Linked DNA regions of Ovis aries: region 1 is linked to region 2. The links are chromatin contacts, called in public Hi-C maps. All regions are on one chromosome and are shown on one strand. The core of a region is the stretch at or near the end of the contact, and the rest is flanking DNA. Distances in the headings are between cores, read along the strand shown.

Region 1 (2,841 bases), core at 327-2,826, 40 kb after region 2:
AATTAACCAGCTCATCTTAAAGTGTCATCTGGGACCTCCCTGATGGTGCAGTGGATAAGAATCCACCTGCCAGTGCAAGGGACACAGATTCAATCCCTGGTCTGGGAAGATTCCGCTTGGCTCAGAGCAGCTAGGTCCATGTGCCACAACCACTGGGCCCACGCTCTAGAGCCTGTGAGCTGCAACTCCTGAAGCTGGCGTGCCTAGAACCTGTGCTCTGCAACGAGAGAAGCCACTGCAGGGAGAAGCCCGCGCAACACAATGAAGAGTAGCCCCCGCCTGCTTCTACTGGAGAAAGCCCAGTCCCAGTGATGAAGGCCCTAGGCAACCAAAAGTGAAACATATATTTTTTAAAAAAGCGTCATCTGTGGCCCACCTACACGGGAGTCTCTTAGGTGCCTATTCAAATGCAAATTCCTGGCCTCTCATCTAGACCTCCTGGATGGGAATTTCTGGAGTGGGCCTTAGAATAAGCATCTCTGTGCTAGTGAGATCCTCTGAACACATCTTTAATGTGTTTGCCTGGTGGTTCAAAAGGGAATCTTCCGGATCTTTATTGCTAAGGCAGATATATGTATAGTTCCCCAGTTCTGCTTACATAGAGCTAACTGCATGTGGATTTATCCTACTTAAATATCCTGCAAGAGGAAGGGTGCTGTTCCATCACATAAAATTGTGCAAGGCCTTTTTTAGGAAGTAGCGGGTGATTCATCATGCCTCCCTCTTATCCTCTCTTATCCCCGGTTGTTTCCCACTGATGCTTGGGCGTGGGTACGTGTGGGGCCTCTGGAGCAGCCAAGATCCAGGAGCCCAAGACCTCAAGGAGCACGCTATACCCTGAGAGTGGCAATGCCTGCTGGAGAAACCCACTTAAAACAGGAACATGGCGACCAAGACAAGGAGGGCTCCTAGACGGCTCTCCACCGGCCACGGGGAGAAACAGCCAAGGCTCAGAGCCAAGGATGCGGCTGCCCTGGAAAGTGGCTGGGAGGATTTCAGGACAGCCACCCCCACCCCCGGGGCCCTCTGAGGGCAGCCTTCTTCTCCATCCCTGCCCTGAGTGCTGGGGGAGGGGCCGGTCCCAGGGCCCCAGTGGGCCTTTATCCGCTGCCCTCAGCTCTGACTGGAGCACATTGTGTCCTGGCTGTGCCCCTCACAACCTCTTAGTGACGGGCCTGTTGTCCAAGATGGGCCCGCGGCTGGTCCAGGCCTGTGCCCATGTATTATGCATCAGCCGCTCAGACAAAGCTTCTGTGTGTGGGAGCTGGGTGGGGTGGGGGCTCGGCCCCCGACAGAGTCCTGTTTACCAGGCACTGGATGGCCGGAGGAGGGGATGGTGGGGGTGCTGGGTGCAGGAGGTGAGCTCTGCAGCGGGGCCTCTGAGAGCAGAGGGGTGAGCGTCGCGGGTGCCAGGCAGGCCTTCCTGACCGAGGTGGGAGGGGAACGATAGCCCACTGCGAGTTCAGCGCAGTCAGGGGAACGGTCCCCCTCCCTCCAGCTCCCAGGGCTCCCAGACCTGTTCAGAACTCACTGTTTGTTCATTAATAGAGGCTCTCTGGCTAACCCTGGCTCCAGCCAGCCAGTAATTCCCTGAGGCACCTATGATGTGGCCGGGCACCCAAGGAACAGGACTGACATGGACCTTCCTAACCTGAGTTGACAGAAAATCAGTCATTCCCCCTGGACAGAGAACCTCTTGGGAGTGCAGGGGTGTCTTGCTCTTCTGAAGCCCCTAACCTGAGGACCTGGCAGCCACACAGTAAATGCCTGTGGAATGAGAAAGGGTGTTTTTGAGGCATAATGGGTCCATTCCTGAGTCAGAGGCCATGGTCAAGCTCGGAGCAGCAGCAGAGGGAAGATGCATAGCCTTCCTTCCTAGGTGCTCCTGCCTGACGGAACCTGCCTGATGAAAGACAGGCTTCCCCCAGAGGAGGAGGGTGGGGGAGGCTGCCACTTATAGAGCCCGTCTGCGGACCAGACACGCAGCTGATTGACACGTAGGCTCACCGCCTCCCTGCACCCAGCAGCCCGGGCAGCAAACCCTTTCCTCCCCTCTGTGCTGAAGAACCCGTCTCTCACTGCCCTGCACCCTGCCTGGAGCGCATCGTGTCCTGCTTCGGACTGGTCAAGCATCGCGCTCTGGTGTAGAACCTACGGGCCAGGGACTGACCCTGGAGCTTGCGCTTTGGTACCAAACAGTATGGTCATGGGCCCCACATGATTGCTGTTGGGGACATGACTAATCAGAATTCTTTCAAAAGAATATTCATGCCTCTTGTCTACTCCCTGCCCCCCACCCAGTTTCTGATACACATTTTTTAGGGAGAGGAGGGTTTAGAATCTTGGGCAGGATGTATGTAGCCTGAAAAAGCTCTCAGTTGTCCTAGTTCCTTCTCAGACAGGCATTTAGCCTTTTTTCTGTGTTATTTATAGGTCTCAAAATTGTATTGTGAGTCCCACAGAAGAGAAGTCTTTGCTCAAGGTCACCAGCCCCCACCAGGGTCTCTTGCTGCCTGGCCCGCTGACCTTTCTGCCATGCCACACTCCCTTAAAAGCCGGTGGCTGCCCTGGATCTTGGATCAAATGCCTGCTGGAAGCCATGAGCAGTTATGAGAATCTTCCAGGCTGCAGCCCGAGTGATTCTGACAGGCCTTGGGTGCAGGCGTCGGCACGTGGATGCTGACACGCACCAGGAGACCCACAGCACCATCGTTCATGAGAGCCCTGGGGCGTGGGCGTCTGGGCCCAGTGGCCCAAGGTCAGGGTCTTCCCTCCTGGTGCTCACGGTCTCAGGGGAAAGACGTGCAAGGAGGGACTGCACAGCGTGCTGAAGTGCACTAG
Region 2 (2,769 bases), core at 168-2,667:
GCCCTGGTTCTCTGAACACTTGGGGGCTCACAGTCTGTATTAGCCAGAAGCTCATGAAAACAAGACCAGACGCTGGGACTCAAATGCAACATGGGCACCCGTGGGGGCTGGAGTTGTCAGGGGTTTGGCAAGGAGATGGGACCGTGAGAGGCAGAGAGAGTCTAGATCAGTGCAGAAGAATGAGGAGGGCATTCTTGGGAGGGGAGTAATGTGGTAAAAGCATGAGGTCCAACGTGGGAACACATTGAGGAAGAGTCTGCACAAATCAGATGCCTGAGGCTTGTGACATCATGTGCTACCCAAGAGACTGAGTCAGGCATTTAAACTTCTCGTGGCTGAAAACAGGACTACTAACTGTCCAGCTCCCTCCCAAGGGTGAAGCTCAAATAAGGCAGCAGGTATGAGTAGCCCTGGAATTCACAGCTCCAAAGCACAATGCTGTGCTCAGTTGAAAATGACTTCTGTTTAAGTGTTGGCTTTGTCACTGTGTGATCTTGGGGAGGTCCCCGCCCCTCTCTGAGACTGTTCACTCATCAGCAAACCGAGAATGGTCATTCCTTACTCATACTATTGCGTTAGGGATCACAGGAGAAAATGTAAATAAAAGTAGCAGGATGATCCACAAAGAGCTCTACAGATGCCGATTATTATTGCTGCTCTAAACTGTGGGCTCGGTGAAGGCAGGCATCCGATCTCCTCTCTGTTCCTCCAGCGCCTTCTACAGAGCAGGTGCGCATTCCTTTGTGGAGAACGTCGTGTATTTGATTGAATTGTATAATCGCCAGGAGCAGAAAACGAACACTTCCGGGCGTAGGGGGAGGTTGTGATGCGTGGCAGATCCGCCCGCCTCCATCTCCGCTAATCCTCCCCTCCTCAGTTTCAGTAGTTTGGGATCTGCCGAAACTGGTTCTGCTCAGGTGATCAGGAGGAGGACTTCTTTCAGAAGACTTGCGGGGACACCTTCAGGTGGTTGTACCTCAAGTCCCTGAAGCAGCTCCAGAGTATGGTGGGAGGGAACCAGGTCAGGATTAGTTCACCGCAGAGGACGCACCTGTGTTCCCCCAGAGCGCGCTAAGCCCGAGGGTCGTACGGACACACCTGGGGCTAGGCTCGCCTGTCTCTAGAACGCAGCTTTTATAACCCGGGCTTCGGTACAGAGCTCAGAGCTCGCGGCGACGTGGACAGAGCGGGCTCCCAGAGAAATGCCAGCCCGGCTGCACGCCAGTTGTCTCAGTCACTTCCGACCCTGACCCTCAGTTTCCTCCTCTGTAAAACTGGCTACGAGCCCCCGCTGCGGGAACGAGACTGAAACGGGTGCTGGGGCCGCCTCATCCTGCGCCCCTCGGTGCCGGGGTCTGCGCGAGGCAGGGGTGCAGGCTGAGTCCCGGCGGGCGGCTGCCACGCCCCTCTCAGCCAGCCGCTCGGCCCTCCCCGCCCGCCTGCCGACTCTGCGAACCTCCAGGGGGCGAGCCTGGCGGTCGTTTCGGCCCGCGCGGCGCCTCGGCCATCGAGCGTGTGACTTCGCCAGCGGCCCGGGGCCAACGGGGCACGCAGAGCCTGGGTCGCCGCCCATCCCCCGCCCTAGCTGGCAGGTGCCAGGACCCAGCCTCGCCCGGCGCCTGAAGGGGTTAAGGCCGCGGGCCTGGGCCCCGGCCCCGGGCTTGGCGAGCCGCTGTGCCCGGCGGCCGCGACCGATCCCGGAGGCGCGGGGCACGGCGGCTGGCGGGCGGGCGTGCGTTTCCTCCTCCTTCCGCCTCCTCCTTTGTAGCGAGTTCCCGGCCCCTCTTCCTCCCCCCGCCCCCCAGCCTGGGCCCTCTCCCTCGCTCCCTTTCTTCCTGCCTCGCCTTCCTGCGGCGAAGGAGGCTCATCTATTATAAATGCACATTCGGGGCTGACATCAGCGACGAGCGGCGGGCGAGCGCTGACGAGCGGTCCCTGCGCGCTGCCCGCCCGGAGCGCGGCCCCCAGGCTCGGCTGAGCCTCCCGCGGGGCGCGGGGAGCGCGCGGAGCCGCTCCGGAACCCCTTCCAGCCGCCGCCCGGAGCCCCCGGGCGGACCCCGGCCGCCGCCCCCGCACGCCGCGCCCGCGGCCCCGCACCGCCCCGGAGTTTCTGCATGACCGTCACAAAGGTAGGCGCCCCTGGCCCGCCGCGCCCGGGACCCGCCGGCGCTGGGAGCCCCGGGCCTGGGCTGCGGAGGGCGCGGGGATGTGGGCGTGGAGGGGGGGCGCTGGGTCGGGAAGGTGTGCCTCTCTCGCTGCCGCAGTCGCTCGAGCCCCTCGGCCCCCAGGACTGCGGAGGGAAGTGGGAGGATATCGCTTTGGCAGTAACTGTCGTTTGGGCAGGATCCCTCTCGCCGGCTCAACTCCAGGACTGCATTTTTAACCCTCGTTTAGGATGCTGCATTTTTAACCCCAGGAGAACAGTGTCGGGGGGCTCAGTGGTGTCCCCCCTCCTCCCCGTTGGAGCGCACCGCGGGGAGTGTCGCTGGCACGGACCGACGCTGGGCAGTGGGTGTGGGAATGGACTTGCCGCCCTGAGGAGGCCCGCAGAGGTGAAAGCCCACCCCACCTGCCGGCCTCTGCTGCCCATCCCAGGAACTCGGGCCTGACTTCAAAAGCAGTCTGTGGGCGCTCCCCAATCCCGGGAGTTGCTACCAGGGATGGGAAAGATTCTGGAGTGGCCAACTTGAAGATGTGGGGAAGAGCTGTGGCGGGGTAAGGAGGGGCGGCGCTCATTCTGGCAGCTCCAGTGTTGGGGGAGAGTTCTTG

Evidence for each region. A called contact is a pair of places that touch in the nucleus more often than the background predicts.
Region 1: a contact with region 2 is called in a Hi-C map of hypothalamus, with 3 times the contacts expected there. The contact joins the enhancer-like site here to the promoter of CORO2B in region 2. A contact is called at or near these places in 3 of 16 Hi-C or Micro-C datasets (hypothalamus, muscle and omental adipose tissue).

What each region holds. Positions count from the first base shown.
Region 1 is chr7:15,423,100-15,425,940 of ARS-UI_Ramb_v3.0, forward strand. All of the region lies in intron 1 of CORO2B (coronin 2B), which reads left to right. Among named protein-coding and RNA genes, the nearest start is that of CORO2B, 40 kb to the left of the region's middle. Within about 2 kb of position 1,577, at least 12 of the 54 cell types and tissues checked have an H3K27ac peak or open chromatin away from gene starts, as enhancers often do. A contact at or near this core is called in hypothalamus, where this site is marked.
Region 2 is chr7:15,382,995-15,385,763 of ARS-UI_Ramb_v3.0, forward strand. CORO2B (coronin 2B) reads left to right here and starts at 1,418. Exons shown (of 12, transcript XM_004010265.6): 1 at 1,418-2,129. The coding sequence starts at 2,115.